Linked DNA regions of Sus scrofa: all the other regions are linked to region 1. The links are chromatin contacts, called in public HiChIP or PLAC-seq maps. All regions are on one chromosome and are shown on one strand. Each heading gives the region's core, a stretch centred on a gene start, on an enhancer-like site or on the middle of the called end of the contact. The rest is flanking DNA. Distances are from core to core; before and after follow the strand shown. Region 1 holds the start of SREK1 (splicing regulatory glutamine/lysine-rich protein 1). Region 2 holds the start of PPWD1 (peptidylprolyl isomerase domain and WD repeat containing 1). Region 3 holds the start of NLN (neurolysin). Region 4 holds the start of TRAPPC13 (trafficking protein particle complex 13).

Evidence for each region. HiChIP or PLAC-seq counts read pairs in DNA pulled down with a chosen protein or histone mark.
Region 2: an H3K27ac HiChIP or PLAC-seq map of alveolar macrophages shows a contact between it and region 1. The contact joins the promoter of PPWD1 here to the promoter of SREK1 in region 1. A contact is called at or near these places in 1 of 5 promoter capture datasets (fetal liver), 1 of 47 Hi-C or Micro-C datasets (skeletal muscle) and 2 of 2 datasets of contacts at active chromatin or transcription factors (alveolar macrophages and skeletal muscle).
Region 3: an H3K27ac HiChIP or PLAC-seq map of alveolar macrophages shows a contact between it and region 1. The contact joins the promoter of NLN here to the promoter of SREK1 in region 1. A contact is called at or near these places in 1 of 5 promoter capture datasets (fetal liver) and 2 of 2 datasets of contacts at active chromatin or transcription factors (alveolar macrophages and skeletal muscle).
Region 4: a contact with region 1 is called in an H3K27ac HiChIP or PLAC-seq map of alveolar macrophages. The contact joins the promoter of TRAPPC13 here to the promoter of SREK1 in region 1. A contact is called at or near these places in 2 of 5 promoter capture datasets (fetal liver and liver), 2 of 47 Hi-C or Micro-C datasets (heart right ventricle and skeletal muscle) and 2 of 2 datasets of contacts at active chromatin or transcription factors (alveolar macrophages and skeletal muscle).

What each region holds. Positions count from the first base shown.
Region 1 is chr16:44,577,084-44,579,973 of Sscrofa11.1, reverse strand. SREK1 (splicing regulatory glutamine/lysine-rich protein 1) reads right to left here and starts at 1,443. Exons shown (of 11, transcript XR_002339775.1): 1 at 991-1,443.
Region 2 is chr16:44,079,256-44,082,121 of Sscrofa11.1, reverse strand. PPWD1 (peptidylprolyl isomerase domain and WD repeat containing 1) reads right to left here and starts at 1,488. Exons shown (of 11, transcript NM_001244421.1): 1 at 1,279-1,488. The coding sequence starts at 1,474. It overlaps CENPK (centromere protein K), which reads left to right and starts at 1,558. Exons shown (of 12, transcript XR_002339607.1): 1 at 1,558-1,686.
Region 3 is chr16:44,224,400-44,227,113 of Sscrofa11.1, reverse strand. NLN (neurolysin) reads right to left here and starts at 1,408. Exons shown (of 13, transcript NM_214359.2): 1 at 1,211-1,408. The coding sequence starts at 1,251. SGTB (small glutamine-rich tetratricopeptide repeat-containing protein beta) reads left to right here and starts at 1,218. Exons shown (of 11, transcript XM_003134011.5): 1 at 1,218-1,698.
Region 4 is chr16:44,144,934-44,147,975 of Sscrofa11.1, reverse strand. It overlaps TRAPPC13 (trafficking protein particle complex 13), which reads right to left and starts at 1,342. Exons shown (of 13, transcript NM_001244746.1): 1 at 997-1,342. The coding sequence starts at 1,042. TRIM23 (E3 ubiquitin-protein ligase TRIM23) reads left to right here and starts at 1,685. Exons shown (of 11, transcript XM_003134013.5): 1 at 1,685-1,860. The coding sequence starts at 1,780.

The DNA of each region.
Region 1 (2,890 bases), core at 194-2,693:
CATCACTATGAAATAAACTAAAAAATCAAAAACAATCTTTTTTTTAAAAAAAGAAGAGAAATCATGGGCAACTCCTATACCTTCCTTCAAAGGATTTTGAAAAATGAACAAAACACTGAGGATTTTCAGACTCCAAGCTCTATCTTTAAAAAGTTTATGCCTGTAAAAAAGTAAACAACCCTCGACCCCTTACAAATATGAGTAGATAATACTGTACAAGGTAAATCTTACTTCAAAATACACTTGGGAAGTGTCCAAGAAACTAAATGCCAGTCCAGATCTGGACTTTTTAAAAGTAAAAGTATACAGCAGGAATAATCCAGCGCTATTACTTTTTCCGAAGATTTAGGACAACGTGACCTTCCAGGAGGAAATTTTAATCCGTTGCCAAAAGGGTGAACACACACGATCTTTAACATGGATGGGCTCAATTAGCTGAACCAAGAAGATGCTAAGTTTGTTAACACAGCCCCAGGAACAAATATAGCCCTTCTTGTCATCAACCGCAGGCTTCCCCGTCAGCAATGACAGCCCGACACAGAGGCCCTAAGAACTGAACAGTTTCTCGGGCGCAACCTCCGCGATTTTCCATTGCAAAAACGCTACCAAGCATTAGCCATGAGGACTACTCCGGGCCCACCTGCGGCCATCTTAAGTTCGGGAAAAAAAAGAGGAGCATTGAAAAAGGGGGGGGGGCACTGAATTCGAGCATCCGGCGGCGACGATAAATCTGTGAGACACGAAAAAGGCAACCTCTCTAAATGCTTTGTAAGGGTGCCGTGCAGAGATTACCCCACCCCGAGATCAACTAAAAGGAAAGCAGAAGCTTGGGGCCCCGGCTGCTGCGCCCTAATCAAACATGGAAACCAAGGTAAACCCGAACGGTCACGTGACGGAGACCGCGCGCCCCCGTCCGCGCTCTCCCCCACGCCTGGGTTCCCGAGGTCTTAGGCGCCGGCGCCCCTCCCCCCGCCGAGCTCGAGCACTTACTCCGGGGGGTAGAGACGCAGCTCCTCGATTTCTCCTAGGAAGGAAAAAAGCGTCCGCATCTGCTCGCTGGTCACCGCCGACGACAGATTCGTCACCTGAATCACCGCCGTAGGGGTGAGGCCGAAGCCTAATCCCAAACCGAAGCCGCCGCCGCTGTTCATCCCGACCCCGCTGCCGCTGCCGCCTGCTCCCCAACGTCTACGACGCGTCAGCTACGGAGCTGGGAAAGCGGAGAACGCGCGGCCGCGAGCGCGCTCCCGCTGGCGAATTCACGACAGCGGGCCGGTCTAGCCGCCTATTTCACAACTCCTCTGCTCCCAGGTCTGCGCGCGCCAGGCGGAAGCGTCGCCCCGGCAACCCGGCGGATCTCGCGAGGCTGCGCGCCCGGGCGCGCAGGTATCTGGGGCTGTTTCTCCTGCTGCTCTTCTACCTGCGCAGATTTTGATCCAGGAACTCCCTTCCCCCAATTATAACTCGATCAAATTCTTGTGCTCCTGCAAACGTGAGCGTCTTTACACTAGGTAGAGCTGGGGAACCTAGATGACTAGCCTGCTGGTGTGGAGCTGTGAAGGAGTAATGACCTGAGCATCACAGATAAATACTTGACCAAACTATAACGTGTCATTATTATATACAGGCAGCTCTCTCGCCCTACCTATTTAAAAAATTGGGTGGCGTCCTAATTGTGAAAAAAGTTGGGAAATTTCACAAAACGTGTGCATTCAGACTGAAGCAAGGAGACAGATGAAGGCTATGAGGTTGTCATGTATAATTTGTTATTTATGAGCTCATTACACACACAAGTATTAATATTTATTGTTATGTACCAGACACTGTTAGACAACGGCACATAAAAAACAATTATAAGAGTCCCCGTAGTGGCGCAGTGGTTAACGAATCCGACTAGGAACCATGAGGTTGCGGGTTCAATCCCTGCCCTTGCTCAGTGGGTTGAGGATCTGGCGTTGCCGAGAGATGAGGTGTGGGTCACAGACGCGGCTGGGATCCCACGTTGCTGTGGCTGTGGCTTAGGCCGGTGGGCTACAGCTCCGATTCGTCCCCTGGCCTGGGAACCTCCATATGCCGCGGGAGTGGCTCAAGAAAACACAAAAAGACAAAAAAAAAAAAAAGACAGTTGTAGACGGTCCACAGACCTTGCAACCTAATGAGAGACAAGTAACTCATGTGAAACTAGGGCAGCTGTTCCTAAACCATCCTCAGAACCTGGAGGTCCTCCAGGCCTTTTCAGTGGGTCCAAAAAGTCAAAACCATTTTCATAAAGCTAAGACTGTTGACCTTTTTCACTTTGTTGACAGTTGCACTAATGGTGTAAACACGATAGTGATTAACTGCCGGCACCTTAGCAGGAATCAAAGCAGTGATGTCAAAGCGAACTATTCATGGTATTCTGTATTCTTCACCTTGCATTCATGGCATACAAAATTTAAGACAAATTTAAGACAAAGGAGTAAAAGTTATTAATTTTAAATCTGCACCTAGCATAAACCTCTTAACATGTATGAAGAAATGGCCAGTATGCCTGTTGTGTGCCCAAGTAGGATGGATGTCTCCAGAAAATACTCATGTGGTTGTTTGAATTTTCACACCAAAACAAATTTTGTAAAACTTGCTTTCCACCACCTTAAGCTTGACAACTTTCCAGTACTTAGACTTTTCTGCTAAAAACACCAGGATATTAGTGTTACTTAAAGTGAAGTCCAGCTGCTCCCAGTTCTAAAGCCAATAAAGAAGCAATGTTGGTGGAAAGGAAGATTTGCTTTATTTGGATGCTAGTATGGGGGCAGGGGGTAGACTTCTGTCCAAAGGGCCAACTTTCCCCACTTAGGATCAGTGGGCAAGTGCTTTTATAGGCAAAGGGAGGAGGCTACATGCAGAAACA
Region 2 (2,866 bases), core at 239-2,738, 500 kb after region 1:
GTCTTAACAGTCTTAACATTAATCAAACAATCACATGAATAAATATATAATTATAAAACACAGCAAGTGCAATGAGGAAACACTTGCTATAAGGACATTTAACAGGAAGACTATCAGTGAAAAAGATAATGCACTTTCAGGGTGTTGGTGTACAGTGTTCAAAAAAGTAGCTTCTTCAAAATTCAAATACACAAAATTTGAAGGCTAACTATAAATTCAGTGTGATAAACATACCTCAGATTTATGATCAACGTGCTTTAGAAACCCAGCCCTGACTGGAGAGGTCGCAAGTTTCCTAAAGGAGTTTATAGCTCAACTGACTGCTAAAGGCTGAACAATAGTTAGCTAGTTGAAATGGGTGAGGGAAATCATTCCAGGTAGAGACACCAGGATACCTATGAGTAAGAAGGAGCTACAAGTTTTTGGGAGAGGGAAGTAATGGAAATGTGCTGAGGGAGGTTAAGGAGAGATCATATCAAGAAGGGCTTTGTATGTTATGTTAGGGAGTTTGGACATTGTTTTGAAAATAATGAGAAATCACTTAAGAATTTTAAGAAGGGAGAATAGTAAAGATCTGAACTTCTAGAAAGATCATATTTTAATGGTGTGATACGTTCAAGGAAAACATTTCAAAGAACTTGAGAAATCTATCCCCTTCACCACTCCTCTTGTTTGATAAAATTCTGTCACTATTCCACGTTAGGGGCAAAATGCTTCAGGCCATGGTACCTCATGAGTAGTTTGAAAACCACAGACCTCGGTTTTAAGATAAAAAAAAATCTGTGATCCAGGAAACTTATTAATTAGGTCAGAAAACGCAGCAGTGTAAAAGTTAGGACTGAAATAATACTTCTCTATTCTTCAAGATTCTGATATAGGCACCACCTTCCCTGGCGGCCCCATACACCACTCTAGAGCTAAAAGCCTTAAATAGAACCAGTACTCATTTCTATATCTGCTAAATAAGTTAAAAATTCCAACCTCACATGGCTGATGCATGTATTAAACAAGAGGGGCCAAACAACTAAGTATCGGCGTTAAGCTTTAGCAGCTATTGTAACAAATCGGTGATAAATACTGTTAGATATTATTTAAAAGACGCGTTACTCAGCCCAAATCACTATTTCGGGAGCATAAAAGAGCGAGAAGTGAAAAGACGACCCTTTGTTCCGAGGGCACAAACCCCCACAATCACACATCCCCGTTTTGAGATCTGGCTTGAACTCTACCACGCAAGGGACGCAGCATTCCAACTCGCTCTGTGCCTATCTCAGCTACCTTTCCTCTTCTTGGCCAATGTTGCCTCTACAGGTAAAGGCCCAACCCAGCGTTCTTCACTTTCCTCTTCATTTTCTTGGGTCACTGCCACTGCCACTGCCAGCTCTCTTTCGCTGAGTTCCGTTTTTTCTGGTTCCTCCGGGACCCGGCGCCTTCTCTTGCTCAGCTGTGAATCGCTGCCGCTTTCTGCCGCCATGTTGTCCGAATCGTCAGAAAAAGTGCGACACTCACAGCTCCGCTACCAATCCTGAATCAGCGGCGCAGCCCTCGCGTCAGCGGCGGAGAGCATTACGGGATTGGCTGGGATGGGTGGGAGCAGTTCCAATCAGTAAGCAGCGCGCGGAGGTTCTGGGCGCGGAGCCGCGACTCCGGTAGGCTGAGGAGACCTGAATTTGCGGCCCTGCGGTGGTAAGCGACGGACCGGGAAGCGCGCCCTTATGTTTGAAACTTGCCCCCGGGTTGGCATCGAGCTATGACCCCGGTAGTGGGACGCTTACGTCCGAGGAACTACCTAACGGCCAGCCAGGCCTTGAGTCCCGTTCTTCACTCTAGAACCCCGACTGTTAGGCGAGAAAGACGCAAGGGTGGGGGAATTTAAAGAACTGGTTAATTTGCAGGCCTCCCTTCAGGTGCTTCAAATAGGACTTTTTTCCTCAGCTTCTTGATTATTTCACACGGTCTCTGAAGAAAGTGGTGAGCGCTTGTTATTGTGGGGGAGAGCGAGGGGCGGGGCAGAAAACCAGGCCTAGTAACCTAAGTTACCGAGCAGCACCATCCACCCTTCTGCCTTCACTGTGGTCAAGGTTTCCATCCCTTAGTGACCTTCTGGACTTAAGCTCTCTTCTTTAAAAAAGAAAAAAAATTAATTGTGGTAAAAAAAACTACAAAATTCTCTGTTAAAAAATTGAGGTAAGGAGTTCCCGTCGTGGCTCAGTGGTTAACGAATCCCACTAGGAACCATGAGGTTGCGGGTTCGATCCCTGGCCTTGCTCAGTGGATTAGGGATCCGGCGTTGCCGTGAGCTGTGGTGTAGGTCGCAGACACGGCTCGGATCCCGCGTTGCTGTGGCTCTGGCGTAGGCCGGTGGGTCCAGCTCCGATGAGACCCCTAGTCGGGGAACCTCCATATGCCGTGGAAGCGGCCCTAGAAAAGGCAAAAAAAAAAAAATTTTTTTTTGAAGTAAAATTGACATACAATATATTAGTTTCAGATATACACTATAATGATTCGATTTTTGTATATATTGTGAAATGACGACCACAGTAAGTCTAGCTAACATCCATTACTGTACATAGTTACAGAATTATTTTTCCCCTGTGGTGAGAACTTTTAAAGTCTTCTCTCTTAGCAACTTTCAAATATGCAATACAGTATTATTAACCGTATTCAACATGCTGAACATTATGTTCCCATGATTTAGTTTATAATTGTAAGTTTGTACCTTTCAACCCTCTTCACTTATTTGCTCCTTACCCCTGCTCTGGCAACCACCAGTCTGTTCTTTGTATGTATGAGCTTGATTTTTTTTTTTCTGTTTATTTATATTTATATTTTACAGATAAGTGAGATATCATGTGAGATCATGTGA
Region 3 (2,714 bases), core at 159-2,658, 350 kb after region 1:
ATTTCATTTCTAATATGGTACACTTGGAAAATATAACACACACCACAGAAGCTCCTACGTCCTCAGTAATTTTTGACCAGTAAAGGAGCCCTGAGACTAAAGAGTTTAAGAACTGCCTTATATAAAATTTATTCTTTCTTTTCACACCTGTGTCATATAAAGATATGTATTTCTTCATTTGTTGGTACAGCTTCTTTTGACAGCTATACCACTTGCAGCCTCCAGACTAAAAGGACAGCCTGAAATATGGTCAAAATCATCACATTAACTCTTTATGATTACTAGTGTCCCTGGATGCCCCAAACTATGAGGACTGAACAGTACAAAGCTCCACACAGATGAGTGGCAAGGTGCAATAGCAAACTGTTAAAAAGCTTACATGCTCAGCGATATGGTCCAAAGTAGTTTTATAAGGATCTAGCAAGAAACACACTTTTCCCTATTTCTGTTGGATTTTCAGGTCAAGGCCAGATTTGGAAATGGGGGTGGTAGTGGCATTGTTTTTGAAAACCACTCCATCCAGTGCATCCGTGCAAAGAATTTAATTCTCACACCATCTTGCAGAGGGGGTGTGGCTAGGGCGCTAGGAAGCAATCCAAAACAGCAGCTGTGGCTGCCCCAAACCGTGTCCAAACAATCATTTCCTCCATTTTGGGCCAAGCCAATTTGCCCCGGCAAGAGGCCGAATGTTTTATGAGGAGTAAGTTAAATAAAAAGGAAATTAGAAGCATGGACAGATATAAGCAGCAAAACCCTAGAGGTTTCATCCCATGTGGATGTTAAACGATTTATATGCTAACGATGGGCATGAAGGGTAAAGGAGAATTGTTACTCGAGTCAACAGCTGTAAGCACTTTCAACGATAGGTCTGCAGTTCTGATGGGGGTGAAAGTCAAATAATTTTCTTACCCCGACCGTCTTTCTGAATTCGTTTTGGGCCGGGCTTGCGACCAGTCTCCCTGCTTGCAGCTGAGGCAGTCCCAAACAAAGGGGAATGGATGCCCTCCCAAGGGAGCAGAGGAAGAAAAGGTGGCCCCAAGTTCCCGCGCCAGGTGTCCGTCGGGGTAGACCATGTGGGCTGTAGAAAGGGAGGGTTCCAGGAGCGTCACAGGGGTGCTGTCGGTAAAGGCTGGGCCGGTACGCCTGGCTCGAACCGGGCGGAAGACCCCGCCCCGCCCACGGTCAAGGTTAAACCGCGCTCAGGAAGTACCTGTGGAGGCGTCTCGCAGCCGAAAGGCACCGGACGATCATGGGAGCGCCGAGAGGCGACGGCGGCTCCGGGCGCGCTGTCCTCTGGTTTGGGGGTGGGGTATGCGGGGCGCTGGCAAGCCTTGCGGCGGCCTAGCAAAGGAGGCAACAGCGGCGGCTGCGGCCCGCTCTGCCCGCGCCTTCCCACGTGCGGCAGTCCCACGCCGGCGCCCACTTCAGGCCCGCCCAGGCCCCGCCCAGGCCTGAACCCCGCCCCGTGCCTCTAGCACCGCCCGGGGGGCGGTTCTGTCAAGACCCGGCGTCTGGGAGCGGAGAGCACAGCCGGGTGGGCTGAGGGGCGGCGGCGGCGGCCTGGGAGCCGGGGAAGTTTGTGCCACCGTGGGCAGTGCTGCGATTCGTGGCCAGACTCAAGCCCGAGGACCAGGGGGCAGGCGGACCGGCTTACAGACCCCCGGGGCCCGTTGCCACCGTCTCGCGTCCTCTTGCCTGGTAAGGGGCTTCTCTCTGGGAAGGGTGCGTCTCCCGCCGCCCCAGACCCGGCCTGCACCGCGCACCCGCAGCAAACCTTGTCAGGGCCAAGGCGAGGCCCGGGTACCGAAGGGAGGGAGAAGGAGGTCTATGTGCTCTGGGGACAGGAAGGGAGAGAAGCCTGGAGGAGGTTGGACTTCTCCATTTCCCTTCTGCATCCCCTCACTCCCCCCCCCACCCCATTCTTTTTTCAACCTTCTGCTCTGGGGCCTTATTTAGTGCTTTCAACCCCATGGCCTGGAGGCTGGGCTTGTCTTTAAAATAAGCACACAAATAATAAGCATCCTAGCGGTGGGTACCACACCCTGGCTTTGAATTAGGGAACATGGGGAGCAGATAGATAATGCGCTTTAGTGGAAATAAGCCATTAATGCCGGCTGGCCCTGCGCCACTGTTTGGATGCGATAGTATTCCATGTGAATGAACATGACCGGGAGCTTCCACTTTGTCCACGAGAGCACAGCTACTGCAGAGAGCATCTCTGGGATTGTAGTATCCATCGACCTAATGATTTTCTGACATGTCTGTTGACGAAATAGAAATACCATTTTTATTACAAATGACACTCAATGGTTGAACAACCTTTCAGTAATATATTTGCATGTCACATAACTGTCTCCTCCTATAAAAGTAGGTGGAGTGTAAATTATGCATACATTTTAAAAAGTCTCATGAAATAGAGGAAGATGCTCAGCGTGGATCAGCTTCTGAGTCAGCAGTATGAAATCTCCTTCAACTTGGTACTAAAGCCTTTTGGGGATTTCTTCATCTCTATCTCTATACCCCTATCCTTTTCTGGATCTGTACCATATGTATAGTTAAGTTATAGCTGTTCAGTGAGAATCTACGCTTATGTTGTACAAATTTTGAGAAAAATTTTATTTTTGCAAGTTTTAACATAACCTAATATTACTGAGGGTAAATGAAACAATGTCATATATTACCATATTGATATTTTGTGCTCTGTTGATTCTTTG
Region 4 (3,042 bases), core at 93-2,592, 430 kb after region 1:
TAGGTCCTATTGCTATACTAGTTAACATTTCAGTTTCTTAGTTCTACGGTCAGACAGTTCTGATATGTCCAACTATCAGTGTATGATTTTACGTTACAAATGAAACCGGTGAGCTTCTGTAATGTTTGCTGCTTACACTGTCACTGAGGGGATAAGGGTCCCTCAAAATGGATACCACAAGGAAGGTAAATGCAATTCAACTGAATTCATGGGCCTAGGGAACATTTTCACAGCCCAGTTCAAGAAGATATTGGTAACCACATAGTAGTGCATACAAGAAATAAATGCATTTGTGGTAATAAAAAATAGATGAAATAAAGCTGAAAGCATTTCAAATAAAAAGTTTCAGAAAACAATTCCAGAAAAGTAAGCCCTGCTAGTTTCCCCTAAATAATAATCAATTAAATGATCAAACGTACTCGAAGTTGTTTGCTGTGTACAGAAAATGAAAACTGACACGAATATTCCCATATACACAATACTTTGAAGTAAACTGCAGTGATTTTTAACAAACCTAAATTATATGTTGTGGTATTACGTATTTTTAAATCCTTGGCACAATAACTAGACTAAATTTCACAAATGAAGCTGAAGCCTGGTAACACTGTCATTGCCGCGTCAAGAGATAAGAGACAGAGGAAAAAACCACTTTAGATACCCGCTGTTAATGGTCTCATTTGACAGGGCTCTCCCCAGGGTAGGGAGGTCAACTACTGCCAAAAATCTCTCCGGTGACTGCAGCAGCATATAACAGAGTAAGTAATTTACCACGTATCTATTCCATTTTACAGGGCGATTCTCAAACTCAAAACCCAAAGCGAGGAAACGGCTTCCTCACGCTGGGCGCCCAAGGACAGAGAGGAGGACGAGTACTGACAGTGCTTAAGAAGGACGAGGCCTACATTCCAGAGGCAGGTCTATGTGCCATGAAGCTTCGAGAACTAGTGAGAGAAGGGGAGAAAACAGATTACTGGGAGCCGGGTTCGCAAAGTTTACCTTTCAAGGCCAGCAGGTGCTCCTGCTTGGGGGGATTCACTTCCATTGTGACCGGCACTTTGGAGCCACTGCCTACGGAGGCTGAAGCGGTTCAAACAGCCCGGAAGAAAACAGAAAAGCGCACGTCCGTGAAGACAAGGCATTAAAGACACTCCCAACAGTTTCTGTCTGCCGGTAGCGCCTTATATACTCTTCTAACCACGTCCTTTACTGACCCAACGGCTCCTTTTTACCAAAGTCATCTCTTGCCTCTTACAGGCCTATACATAAAATACTTCTCTATTTTCCAGCCACAGCCACACGCCGCTCTTTCAAGAAAGCACTCCACGGTAACAATACACAACCTCCCAAATACCTACACTGCAGAGTAATTGATATAAATGTGGCACGCTGGGATTTGTAGTTTAAAAGCCGCATGGCATGCAGGGAGATGTAGTCCCCGGTCTCCGTTCGTTAGAGGGAAGAAGTCATTGCTGGGGTAGGAGTTTCATCCCAACAATTTTCTTCTGTTTTATCCTCTCTTTTTTCCCTTAATTTTGTTCCTTCTATCAAGTTCAGACTCCTCAATAATAACAAAATAACAAAGCGCATCCACTGAAGAGTGTGCAGCCAATCAGCAAACGAGTGCCAGAAGGAGGAGCGAAGAAGTCGGCCCCGCGGCTTCTCCGCGTCGTACTGCGCCTGTGCACCAGCAGCGAGCGCCTAGGCTTCTGGGTAGGTGGCTCTACCCCGCCTCTTAGTGAAGGCCTTGACTGCTGCTTCTGCGGCACTGCACCTCCTAGGATGGCTGCCCTGGTTGTAAACAGGCCTGGTGCGGGACTAGACAGTGGTCGTCAGGGCAGCCGGGGGACAGCGGTGGTGAAGGTGAGGGACCTTGCGTACTCTGTTCTCCGCCATCTGCCTCCAGTTCATGCCGGAGATCTGGCGGCACTACAGCGGCCCTGGCTGTTGGGGGCCGGTATGCGCGGCCCTCTGGGCCCCTCTCGGCTTTACAAGCTTTGCCCTCCCTTCCTGAGGCCTGAGGTTGCATGGTCTCCTGGTCATGCTAGTCTTCTGCTTGGAGTCGCCAACGGGGACATTTGTGAAAAGGAGCCTATCGACATGTTAGAGTGACCTGGGCTGGTCTTTCTCCAGGTCCTCTGCTTGTAGTTCAGCCCAACAGGCGTTGATTAGCCTTTTTTTTTTTTTTTTTTTTTAAATTAAATTGAGCCATTATTATTGCCAGGTACTACGTTAGGTATGTAAGATCGTTAATATCTATTAGAGGTAAATGTTGATTCTCGTTTTACGGGTGAGGAAACTAAAGTTTCGAATAACACTGTATAGTGGAGCCACAGCTGACTGGCTTTAAAGTACACTTTTCACTATCGTATTACTTCTGTAATGAGAGCTCTATTTTTGCTTGACCTGCTCCTTCCTTTCTTTTTGTAGTACAGTTTGTCAGCACTTTTGAGAAGTCTCCAAAAGTCCCATTAACTCTGGGGAATGTGAATTGCCCTATGACTGAACTTTGAAATTGTATCATGTGTAGATGCTCTAAAATGTATTTACTAAGAAATCAATTGAAATATGTGGAATTCGTTTTTCCATATATAGATAAATAGAGATTCGGAAGGGAGAACTGATTTCAGTGGTTTATAGAATAAGCTAGGAAGATTTATAATCTGTGCTATTGAAAATTCTTATTCCTGACTTCATATTAGAATAGCTGAGGACTTAAAAAAAAAAAAAATAAAAATTAGGCCCCCGGTTCTGATGAAGTTGACATCAGTGTATTTTTTTCATTCCCAGAGTGGTTTTAATGCACAAACTGTTCAGAACCACTGGGTCAGATATCTGAAATTTTCTTAGAATCTTAAATAGTAGACACCTATGATTTTTCACCTAATGTTGGTTTTATATGACATCAAATGATACATTTCTGCTAACAACTGTATTAATCAGTATTGGTAGTTGTTGATTCATCTGACCTTTATATGTTAATGACATTCTGAAGTACATAGACTATCTGAAATGCAGAAGAGCGCTCTTATTAAGCTTGTTGTA